Regions from separate parts of the Mus musculus genome. Here regions 2, 3 and 4 are each linked to region 1. A link is a contact called in public HiChIP or PLAC-seq and promoter capture Hi-C data. All regions are on one chromosome and are shown on one strand. The core of a region is the stretch at or near the end of the contact, and the rest is flanking DNA. Distances in the headings are between cores, read along the strand shown.

What was found. Promoter capture Hi-C pulls out the DNA fragments that hold promoters and counts their contacts. HiChIP or PLAC-seq counts read pairs in DNA pulled down with a chosen protein or histone mark. Capture Hi-C pulls out chosen DNA fragments and counts their contacts.
Region 2: a contact with region 1 is called in an H3K27ac HiChIP or PLAC-seq map of hepatocytes, with 15 times the contacts expected there. The contact joins the enhancer-like site here to the promoter of Lap3 in region 1. A contact is called at or near these places in 5 of 39 promoter capture datasets (cranial neural crest, embryonic stem cells, liver and 2 more), 1 of 484 Hi-C or Micro-C datasets (CD8 T cells), 4 of 115 datasets of contacts at active chromatin or transcription factors (the NIH/3T3 cell line, embryonic limb bud, embryonic stem cells and 1 more) and 1 of 9 other capture datasets (adipose tissue).
Region 3: a promoter capture Hi-C map of adipose tissue shows a contact between it and region 1, with 4 times the contacts expected there. The contact joins the promoter of Tapt1 here to the promoter of Lap3 in region 1. A contact is called at or near these places in 15 of 39 promoter capture datasets (the 3T3-L1 cell line, the C10 cell line, the HPC-7 cell line and 8 more), 1 of 15 datasets of contacts at CTCF or cohesin (large pre-B cells), 2 of 484 Hi-C or Micro-C datasets (CD8 T cells and embryonic stem cells), 9 of 115 datasets of contacts at active chromatin or transcription factors (the NIH/3T3 cell line, acute myeloid leukemia, embryonic forebrain and 6 more) and 3 of 9 other capture datasets (adipose tissue, embryonic stem cells and liver).
Region 4: a contact with region 1 is called in a promoter capture Hi-C map of hippocampal neurons, with 5 times the contacts expected there. The contact joins the promoter of Prom1 here to the promoter of Lap3 in region 1. A contact is called at or near these places in 5 of 39 promoter capture datasets (the 3T3-L1 cell line, cranial neural crest, embryonic stem cells and 2 more), 1 of 484 Hi-C or Micro-C datasets (embryonic stem cells), 1 of 115 datasets of contacts at active chromatin or transcription factors (stem cell-derived neural progenitor cells) and 1 of 9 other capture datasets (adipose tissue).

What each region holds. Positions count from the first base shown.
Region 1 is chr5:45,491,960-45,494,659 of GRCm38.p6, reverse strand. It overlaps Lap3 (leucine aminopeptidase 3), which reads right to left and starts at 1,286. Exons shown (of 13, transcript NM_024434.6): 1 at 1,099-1,286. The coding sequence starts at 1,200.
Region 2 is chr5:44,241,597-44,244,307 of GRCm38.p6, reverse strand. It overlaps Gm35959 (a long non-coding RNA gene), which reads right to left. Exons shown (of 2, transcript XR_376934.4): 2 at 2,146-2,711. Among named protein-coding and RNA genes, the nearest start is that of Gm35959, 12 kb to the right of the region's middle. Within about 2 kb of position 1,272, at least 11 of the 459 cell types and tissues checked have an H3K27ac peak or open chromatin away from gene starts, as enhancers often do. A contact at or near this core is called in adipose tissue, hepatocytes and liver, where this site is marked.
Region 3 is chr5:44,225,239-44,227,938 of GRCm38.p6, reverse strand. It overlaps Tapt1 (transmembrane anterior posterior transformation 1), which reads left to right and starts at 1,333. Exons shown (of 14, transcript NM_173764.3): 1 at 1,333-1,525. The coding sequence starts at 1,336.
Region 4 is chr5:44,100,381-44,103,180 of GRCm38.p6, reverse strand. It overlaps Prom1 (prominin 1), which reads left to right and starts at 1,445. Exons shown (of 28, transcript NM_001163577.1): 1 at 1,445-1,533.

The DNA.
Region 1 (2,700 bases), core at 37-2,536:
GCCCCAAACACCTGAAATAAGGATGTAAAACCACTGCTCATCATTTGACTTCACAAGGCAATTTACGACTTTTAAAATACTGCCTCCCTTACGGCCACTTCAAGGAGTACTTTTCTCTCATTTGCCAGATAAGGAAACCTAGTCCCTGACACTGGAGCTCCTGCGTAGTTAAACTTTGACAGTGCACATGCCTTCTTTCTGGTCAGGGCCCTTTCCAAAAAACACCCCAGGTACTCCGGACCCATCTTTCCACTGAAGAAAACAGGCGTCCTTAGCAATGGTAAGTGCTAGGTTCTAACTTTCCCAAGATTGTTCATTCTGGGGTTCCATGAGACCAACCTGGGACAATCCAATGTTACCGGCCAGGGCTGGAAAGGTGTCTGCCTAACTCCTCTGCTATCTGTGATAACTGCAGGCGACCTGAGTTCAAAGCTCCATCTGGAACATTCCTCCCTCACCAGGTCCTGGAAGTATGACCTGGAAGTACTCCAATGAGCCCTTCCAGACTTTTCCCATCTGAGGGTCCTTCATAATTTCTCAGACTATGGAGAAGACCCTCTTCCAATTTCAAGATGACCTCTCTCAATAAAACCCTTTCCCCTAAAAGGACAGAAACCCAATCCAGCAGTTTCCTCCCCCAGGGCCTTCCACTTCACTTCAGCGGGGGGAGGGGTCCAGGCCCTGTGACTGGCTACTCTGGAAGCGTAGCAGGCTTTGGGACAATCCTACCGTCGTCCTTTCTAGGGTCTCTGTGAGAACTAAAAGAATTGGCGAACTAGGCGCGTGTAATTTTTCAGAGCTCAGTTAGAGGAGTCAGTAAACACTGGTTAGGTGGAGTGAGCGGTTCTGCTCAGCCTTCAGAACCCAGCACTGTCCAGTTAGGAAGAAAGGACGCGCCCTCGGCAAACAGCATCGGCCGCCCTCGTCGCAAGCCGGGCCCAGGCTGGTGTCCTGCAAACCCAGGGAACTTTTCTGTTCAGCTCATTTCTGCAACTTGATGCGTCCGTCCGACACATCGCGGCCTGGATACGCCGGGTCACCCTGCTGCCCGCCGCCAGGGCTCGCGCGGCCGCCCGAGAGCGAGCCGCCTCCACTCACCTTCGTCATGTCTGCGGTGGACAGACCCCGATCCCAGAGACCTCTCACTCCCAGGCGGCGGAGCGCGACTCGCGCGGCAGCCGGAAGGGGCAGCAAGTACATCTTCTCGGCTCGGCCCTCGGCGCCGCCCTCCAGAGAAGGAGCACGTGGCGCGTGGCAGGGCGCGCGCCTGGAGGCGGGACCTCCGGGGTCGCCGGACGCGCGCTTGGAAAGCCGGACCTGTGCGGGGCCTTGGGGGCGGGGCCGTCGGCAACTGGGCGGAGACCCGCTACTGAGCCTTAGGGAAGGGCGGCAGGCCCTTGGGGGCGGGGCTTCTGTTCTTGCGGGCCGGCGTCGTGGGCGTGGTTTCTGCGGGCTCAGGGGCGTGTCGGCTTGCTCGTGCTCGCGTGGGAAGCCTGAGAATTTGGTTTAAGGCAGTTTAACAGAAGTATGTCAATTTTATTTAACAAGTTTGTGTATACATGGAAGCCCTTACAGGAAAATGAGGATCCTGAAAGTGATCAGGTCCAAGTGCTTATATTGAATAGTAAATAGTTATGAAAAAGTAACTAAGCATAAAGGAAAACAAAAAGAATGTAATAATTAGCTAAATAAGGTTCATTTGGGCAGATTTCTAGCTTCCTTAACGCCTCACCTCGGGTAAAAGTATTTGGGGTAGCAGTAGTTTACATGGTGGTTTGACGTTCTGCTTTGGGGTTTGGGAGACCCAAAGATGGCTCTTCTTGCATTTAGTTCTATTCAAGTGCCTTTTAGGTGCAAAATATTGATGCTCAAGTGGCATACTTTAATGTAGCATATCTGCCATCCTTCATTATCCAATAAGGGCAAGAAGTACAGTGATTACAAAAACTGTTTTGAAGAGTGTCTTATGTAGACATCCGGATATGGGCCATGATTGTCCCCATTAGTAGCCCACCCTCACTACTGACAAGGCTCATATTTTAAAGCTTTGGTCAGCAGCTCTTGGTCAGCAGCTCGTGGTGCTGCAGGGAGGAGGTGGAACACGTAGAACATGGGACCTAGTAGAAAGAAGTTGGGAGGTTTCAAGGAAAATGCTGTGATCCCAGGACCCGGCTGCCTGTCTCTGATTCACCACAGATGAAGAGGCATCCCATCGTATGTGTTCAGCATAATTGCTATGCTGGCCCTAAACCCGTGCACTGAATGACCACGGGAACCTCTGGAGCTAGGAACTAAAGTCTTTCCTCTTTTTAATTTGACAGCTTCAGAAAGTTTTGTCCTGGTGATAAAAAGGTTACTAACGTAATAAGATCAAGTTCCTTCTGCCTTTTTTATTTTGTTTAAGGACATTTCTTCCACAAGAAATGCCTCCAGACCATCCCACTGTGGGTTTTATGTCTCCTACTCCCAAAGCAACCTGTCTCAAATTGCTAATCACCTGTATCCTGCTCGTGTGTGTGTGTGTGTGTGTGTGTGTGTGTGTGTGTATGTGTGTGTGTGTAGGACGTGGCTTTCACTTCTGTGTATTCATGCCAAAATCTAGCATCTAGTCCATATCTAGGGCCTATGCAAACAAGGTGCTCATAAATATTTGAATGAAAGTATGATCAAAGTCCAGTTGAGGTTGCAGCATTTAATTAA
Region 2 (2,711 bases), core at 23-2,522, 1.3 Mb after region 1:
AATGTTTTCCTGGACTCTCAGTTTTGCCCTCCTTCCTTTCCATCATGGGTAGCTAAGTGACAGCCCTTTGATGGATCAATATCAGCTCTAAAGAAAAGGTTTGATACAGATTTTCAGGCAGTAATGCCACTGAGTGCTCTTGTAACGGACGGCTCTCATATTAATAAGCAAGAGGCTTTGTGCCTTGCCAAAGGAATTAGTGAAAAATTAAAAGAATATGATGGAGGGGCTGGATAGATGCTCAGCAATTAACAGCACCCGCTGCTCTGGGAGAAGACCAGAATTTAGTTCCTAGAACCCACATCAGACAGCTCAGAACCACCTGTAACTCTAGCTCCAGGGGATCTGATACCCTTTAGCCTGTAAGGACACACGGACACACACACACACACAATCCTAAGAGCATGAAGTAAAGAGGCGTTCTGGAACAACCCATAAAGACCCTACTTGCTTAATTAAGCAAGGTAGTCATCCCACATCCCCATATAAATGCCCACAGAGATCAGTAGATCAGGCGGGTCTTCCGGGTCTTCTGAGAACTCAATAGCTGTGGGCTGGATTAGGGCAGCTCTCTAAATTCTCCCACAGAGCACAAAAGGTGTAGGGAACAGAGAACCCTGAGAACAGCCACTCGCTCCCCCACAGCATCCAGGTCTTCTTTCAAAAATGTTGAAGTGTTGTTTATCTTCCCCCCAAACCTTCCCACCCCCTCCAGCCTTCACAGCTAGCTGCTCCAAATGTAAATGGAGGCACAATTTTAAAATGTTCAAGAATGTATTTGAGCAAGCAACAATTCACAGATCCTGAAGGACAAATTCAGAAGGGGCTTGGGGCTTCATCAGAGAAGCCCAGGGACAAGCTTCCACAAAGTGAGCATGGAAAGAAAGAACGGATCTGGCTGCAATAGTCCCACAGCCACTTTATTTTTTGTCCATCCCAGTGCAGACTCCCTGGAGTGTTGAAGTTATGTCAGGCTGATGCTTTCGGCTGGTAGAGCTTAACATTTTTTTCTATATCATAAGCATTTGCAAATAATAAGGCAAAGTTTTGATCATGTTTTCAATTTCAGTAAGCTTATTTCCGAGGTGGAACGGGACTGTTAGCTAGGGAAAATTTTCAGGCCAGGTCTTCATTTCAATTTGCTTAAGCAATTCTCCACTTGGCTATATCCTCAGCTGGCTGGAAGAGAAACGAAACACTACAGTGTGACTCTTATTCACTGCCTTTGGAAGATCTCACAAGTCACTGGAACAAAGGGTCATGTGGACATTATCATCATAGACAAGTACACTGGGACAGAGGACACTGCAATTCTCGTGGATAGTGACTGAGCTTAAGCTTTTGATTCTGGGCCTTAATTTGGTCATTGGATAAATGTCACTGTTGGAAAGCTTTTGCAACCTCAGGGAAGATGCCAGGACTATGGGGAGGGTAATAAGCAGGGACTGGATGTAGACAAGTTCATGGAAGCAGTATCTCCTGGTAGATGGGAACCTTGAATCAAATTTTAAGATAGTTAGCAATCCCTGACTTGTGAATGTACACCTAACCTGCCACCTTCCATGAGCACCCAGTCTCTAAGGCTCACCTGCAAACATGCAACTGTAAGGTGGAAGGCCACATGATTTGTGGAGAAGCACGGTGCACTCAACTTTTCTTCTTAAAAGGCATATTTAACTGTTTCTTCTAATTCAGAAATGTTGGTAGGGAAGACCAGTGTTCCAACAACCAAGAAAAAAGTGGGAAAAGCCACAGAGCTACCTGCAGCCAGAGGGCGGGCACTGCCTGGTGTTAATAGACAAATGGTCCCTAATCAGCTATTTGTTATCAGAGGGGGTCTTCTGAAATGGCACCTGAGCATGGCAAGGGACCAGTCATAGTCCTTGGCACCTGTGCTGATCTGTCCAACCCATGGATGAGATGAGGATGCTTTGAAAATGAAGTCCCTTACATTATATGTATAAAACTAAGTTTTGAGGCTCTTCATTAAGACAATTCTTGGATCCATTGACCTCAGTTTCCCTACAATTACAAAGCAAGAAGATCTCCTAACTCCTGAATTCAGGTCGAGTTTGTTGTAGAATTTGAGATGGGAGAAAAGTTTGAAAACATTCATCAGGGTGTCAACACAAAACACAGCTCTTGCTCCAAAAGGGGAAGGGACAGTTTATTTTGAACCAAATATGAGTGATCATGGCCCAGGAGCTAAGATCCAGGCTGTCCTTAATGATGAGTCATATCATAGAAACAGTTAGGTGAGCCTTTTAGAACTGTAGAACAAAAGAAAGTTATTAATCAATAAATTTACTGAATAAATCAGGCAGGCAGATTACAGCAAAGCAAGGAAATCTCTGCTGTAAGCATCAAATGCTATCTGAGGACAATCTTAGCTATGGGGTTGGTAGAAGTTCATGGTCTAAGCTAACACATTACAAAACTTTTACTTGATGTCGAAAGGATGTTAGGTCAGATACAAAGGTAGGTGATAAATGGTGGTCAAGGGAAGTAAGGCTAGAGAGCTGGGCTAGCAGGTAAAGATGCTGTCCAGGCTGAGGATCTGTGTTCAATTTCTGGGACCCACACAGAAGAAAGAGGGAATTAGCTCCTGACATAGTTATTGGCAAAGTTCCAATTCCCCACCACAGGCTGTTTCTAACCAGCCAATTAGCCAATCAGAATCTTCAACAAAGGCGTGGCTTTTTCTAGACATG
Region 3 (2,700 bases), core at 84-2,583, 1.3 Mb after region 1:
ATAATAAACTTAGGTTGGAGGAAACCTTACAGTATATAAAACTCTGTGTCTTTTGATTTTCATGATGCTGGAGCTTTGTCAAGGGCACTGTTTTTAAGATCCAGTTTTACCAAATAAAACCAAACTGACTTTAAATAATATTCTCTGCAGTGTTTGGTTTTCCACAATGTAAAGTTTACATTGAATTGGGATTGGGATTTCTTGGACTTTGCAAGTTCCTCTTTAACCCTCCTATCCCTTCATCCCGCCCTACTGTCAAATGGCCTTGCTGCAGTACAGTACAGAAAAGTTGCGGAGTTTGCAATCGGGTATCTAGCTTTCCATCTCTAAGGCTCTCCTGGATGTTCTAGGCCTGCTCCATCGCTTCTCGGCTTAAGTGTAGGGCAGTTTAGAGAGTGAAGAGGTATTTGCTATGCTTCTACTCATTTAAAAAGTTGCCACAATGCAGGTTAATTCCGAAGTGGGCATGAAGGCAATCCAGGGGCCACCGCGTGCGTTACAGGAGCGCACAGCAAGAATGTAGGAATCCCAGGTGAAGGTCTTCCAAGGCTGAGGCGGATTCATTTGCACCCAGCGAGCATCCGTTGGTCTCAGCGCGGCTATCCGTGACTACCAGTGAGGGGGTAAGGGTCACAAGTCTCACGGCAAGCGGTGACAATCTGACAGAACCAGGCCGCCTTGGCTGCCACCCGCAGTCACATAACCCTATTCCCGAAAGGCAACCCAGAATGTCCCCGGCGCTTTAGGCGCATCGAGCACTTTGCCCGTCGGGCCGAGTCCCCCACCTGTTGGCACGCTCCCCCGAGCTAGGCTTTGGACACTGTCCACGGACAGGGAATGTGACAGACGATCATAAATATGCAGGAGAGATGCAGCCAAGACAGCAGAGCCACCGGGTCGGCGCCGGCGGGAGCCACAGAGCTGGAGCCCGGCCCCAGTCGCCGTGCAGCCAAGGCCAGGCGGGTCGCGCCGGCGCACTCCGGCCACCGCACGGGCACAAGGGGCTCCGGCCGCGCGGACAACCACGCCGAGCCCCGCTGCCGCCCACCGTCCCCCACCGCGCGACCCGGCGGCATGGAGCCCGGCGCGGCGCCCCGGTCCGCAGAGCCCGCCGCGCGCCACGGCGACGGCAGGAAGAAGATGGCGGCGGCCGTGGCGGCGGCCACCGCGGCCTCCCACGCGCCGCTGACGCCAATGGCGCGCGCCGGCCGGCGGGCTACGGATGGCGGCTGCCCGGGCGAGGGGCGGGGCGAGGCGGCGAGGGGGCCGGCGGGAGGCGGAGGCCGGGCGGGCGGCTGGAGGGAGGTGGCGGGGACAGTGTGTGGCTCTCGGAACATGGCGGGCGTCTGCGACGCGGCCGCCCCGGGAGAAGGCGGCGGTGGCGGCGCGGACGGCCCCGAGCGGACCGGCCGCGGCGAGGCGGAGCAGCCGGGTGGTGGCGGCCATGGGCCCGCGCCCCAACACACCGAGACGCTGGGCTTCTACGAGAGCGACCGGCGGCGGGAGAAGCGCCGCGGCCGCGCAGGTGAGGCGAGCGAGCGAGCGGGCGGGCGGGCGGCACTAGGCCGCGGCGGGCTACCGAGGGGCCGACCGGGCTGTGGTGGCGGGGACGCCAGCGCCTTCCCTCTGCGCGCGGAGCGGCCGCGGCTCCGGTGGCTCCCATGTCCCCACGGCCGGTGACAGCTACCCCGGCGGCTAGTGCGCGCGGCCCGACGTTCCCGCAGCCATCCCCGAGCCAGGTGCGCCCGGGAGATCGTCGGTCCCCGGTCCCCGAGAGTTCGCGACCGGCCTCAACAGTGACAGGCATCTCCCACATCCGAAGGAGGTCAAAAATGGGAAACGCAGGGCTTTCTAGGCGATGTCAATGCCGAGGTGACTCTTCCCCCTATGGTTTTATGCGAAGTTGAGTCTCGGAAACCTGTTAACTTGCCCGCCGAATCCATTTTTCGTAGACTCAGCTGACAGTGTGGTCGTGACCGTGAAGTTCAGCAGTTTTCTCTCAAACAGAAATGTGCGGCACCCCTTAAAATGTTACATGTGGAGTTTTCCTAAACTAAAACTTAAGCCAGAAGAAACAGTTTGTCACACAAGAAAATACGTACCACTTTTAAGCCCTACTGTCCATAAGCTCTGAAGCATACTGTTAAAATATTACAATCCCCTGTGTTCAAGGATCTTATTAAGAACTTTTAACAGCTTTGGTATTTACACTGAAGCGTTCTATTAAGCCCGGAAGCAAAAGGGAAAGTTTTGGCTTGGCCGTTTCATTGGGTATAATAGTGATTGCATTTTAATTCTTGCATCGTAGATCCAAGATCTTGGACAGCAACTTGATGACATTTCTTCCAACTTATTCTGAGCTAATGCAGTGGAATAAGGTCCTGCAGCTTATATAAATACTCGTTCAAGTTATAAGGTTGACTCCATTCACTATGGGTATTGAAATTATAGGAGTCCTAAAAGTCTGTAAGACTGGTGGATAGATCCTGATAGACTTGCTAATTCTCAGAATTGGACATAGAGTTTTGCATCAGTCTCCATATCTTTGAAAACTCAGGCACCAGCTGTGTGCCTTGTTTGTTTGGTTTTTTTTTTCCCCCTTTATTTTCTATTTGGTTTAGTTGTCAGTTAAACACTTGCTTGCAGGAATGTTTGCTTTCTAAATTGGCAATACCTAAGTAAACCAAAGTCTTCAATCTC
Region 4 (2,800 bases), core at 196-2,695, 1.4 Mb after region 1:
CAAGGAACGAGAAGGAGTACGGGTAGCCAGCCCTGTGCTGGTTTGCAGACACAGAAGCTGGATTCAGAGTGATAAGGCCATGAGTGCCCATGCTGGTAAAATAGGCAGCTCGGGGACAGCTAGGAGCTCCCAGGAGAGAGAACTCAAGTCTCAAGCTAACACCATCCTCAGTAGCCTGTCTGCCTCTGAGCAGGAAAGCTGTGGAGCCCAGGAGACTGTAAAGGGGAGAACTGGCCATCTTAGACTTCTCTAGTACTCCAACACTGCTTGCTTCAGTTTTCCGTGGTTTCTCAGTGGTCTTTCTGAATGAACTCTTTCTACACCTTCGCCGTGTAGAGGTCAATTTCAATTTCACCTTCCCCTGCCCATCCTCAGTGTATGCTATATTTTGTGGTGAGAAAATTACTAAATTAAAGTTCATTTGTCAGGGCTGGGGAGATTGGTGAGTGGTATAAAGCATCGGTTGTTTTGGCAGAGGCACTCCCTCTTTGCAGAGTTTAATTCCCTGCACCCAGCCCGTATGGCAGCTCACAACCCTTTGTAACTCCAGTGACAGGGAAGCCAACACCTTCTTTTGACCAACTCCACGGTAAAGTGCTACACATACATTCATGCAGGCAAAACATTCATACACGTAAACTATTTTTAAAAGGCCATGTGTCCACATACCTATTCTTCCAACATCTGTGCAGCCATTCTTTCATCTCTCCGTCCATCTACCTAACAACCCGCACACAATTAATACGCATCCTTTGATGGTAAAAATGTCCCAGAGGCGCTATTCTTCCTTGGTCTATTCTCTACCCACTTTTGGTTGAATCCAGGAATGTAATTGATCAAAAGGACCAGCGTTGTGTTTGTCCCTGATAGCACAGGGATACACTACAGCCAATTTTTCTCCCCCTTAGATGATTTTTGTTTGTTTGTTTGTTTTTTAGTTGTTTTAAATAAAATGCACTGAGTACCGGTATCGTGTCTAAAGAGCCAGGAAAGTGTGGAGGTTAGAGATTTTAGGAGCTAGCGGCCTTCCAAGCAGCGATTTAGGATTAGGTGATAGAGAAGGGTGTTCTGGGACTGAGCAGGGATTTCAGCAGGAAATAAATGCTCTGTCCCGTGGGTGTCCCCAGGGCATTGTAGCCTCTCAGAAGGTCCAATCAGTGCGCTCAGACTCAGAGCCCTAGGCTCCTGCTCTTTAAATTACCGAGCCTTGTGGAGACCCCGGCACCTGGCCTTAAGCTCAGCCCTGAGTAAGTACGTTTCTGAAGGAGTCGGTGTTCCTTTAGTTCCATCCCCAAACCTCTGCCAGAGACCCTAGAGGACGCAACAGGTTCCCAGAGTCCTGGAGTCCCGTGGTCCTGACTCAGGCACCCTTAGCCAACCCGGGGCGGAGCAGTGGGACGGGCTCTCACCCAATCACTCTTGTGGTGCCCTGGGGCTGGACCTTAAATAATTCATGAATTAAGTGGAAGGAGCCCAGCTTAGAGGCGAGGGGCTGGAGGGTTCCGAGACCCGGAGGAGAGCTGGACCGGAGAGGTGAGTTGCTCCGAGTGCCGACCCAGCGCGGGGCGCTGAGCTCCCCCTCTTCTAGAACACCCAGGGCAGGGATGAGGAGTGGAGAAGCTCGAGCAACGTCTTCCTCTGCCTCCACAGCAGGTGGCGGGAACCTAGTTTGTCTTCCCGAAGCTGGAGGGGCTGCAGGGTGGTGTGGGTCTCGGCCAGTGGGCGAGCCCAGGGTCTGGAGGACTGGTTATAGAGCGTGCAAACTTTTTCCCGCGGCGGTGGCCGGCTCCTCTCCGCGGCACATTGCTCCGCTCCGGTACTCCTTCCATCCTGTGGAGGGGTGGAGGTCGCTGGGTTCCGGAGACAAGAGCAGGAGGCGGTGAGACTTTCAGGCCACCGGCCCGCTTTCGGGAAGGGCGGCGAGAGGAGGTTCGGTCTGGGTCTTGAGAACTCTTTTGCGGTAAGGAAAACTCCAGGAAAGGCCAAGGTGGGGGGTAGGCTGGGGGAGGGGGACAGGACGTGGGACTCCCGGCCACCAGCCACCATCTGCTACCTATGTGCAGCTCACAGTGCTACTGGCCGCAGCGGGAGGGCGATGCCGGTGCAAGGGCAAACCGCCTCCCTGCGGCCGTTGCCAAGCGCACGCACCCGGGCTGGAAGTCCTGGCTCCAGTCAGCCCTTAGGGTCACACAGCACCGAGAATTTCAGCTTTCCTAGAGATGGAGAGCAGGAGCGCTCAGGGCATACCTTGACAGAATGCGGGGACCAGGGACAACAAAGAGGAATGTGGACTGAGCAGAGCTTCGTGGCTGCTGGAGGATCGGGGCTCGAGCTAAGTTCCCGAGAATGGGTCGGAGAGGTTCCAATCCTCAACCCGGCGTTCAAACAGGACTGGGTGGGGAAATGCCTTGGTGGCGCTCCGGACTACAGGACTCAGGGGCGATCCCCTCCCCCAGGCGACGGCGGATTCCTGGAGGCTCCCAGCTTCGCGCGCCGCCTCGCAGTCGGTTCTTTTGTGTTCCGCAGCCCGGGAAAGGCCCCTGAGAAGGGGGGAAGGTGGGCAGGAGGGCGCCGGGTCTGGCGGCAGCTTGTAGGGAAAGGCAGCGGAGCAAAGGTACCGGCGCTTCCTGCAGCTACTGCTTCCTCCGGGAGCTCGCTCTGTTGCTCTCTTGTTCAGTTGTGGACTTTTCTCATGCCCAGGCGGAGAATGGTTTGCTCGGCTTCTTGTGGGCGGTTGCTGGCCTTTGTTAAGCAAGCGAACGGTTAAAGTCCTTTGTGGACCCCTCCACCCTAACTCACT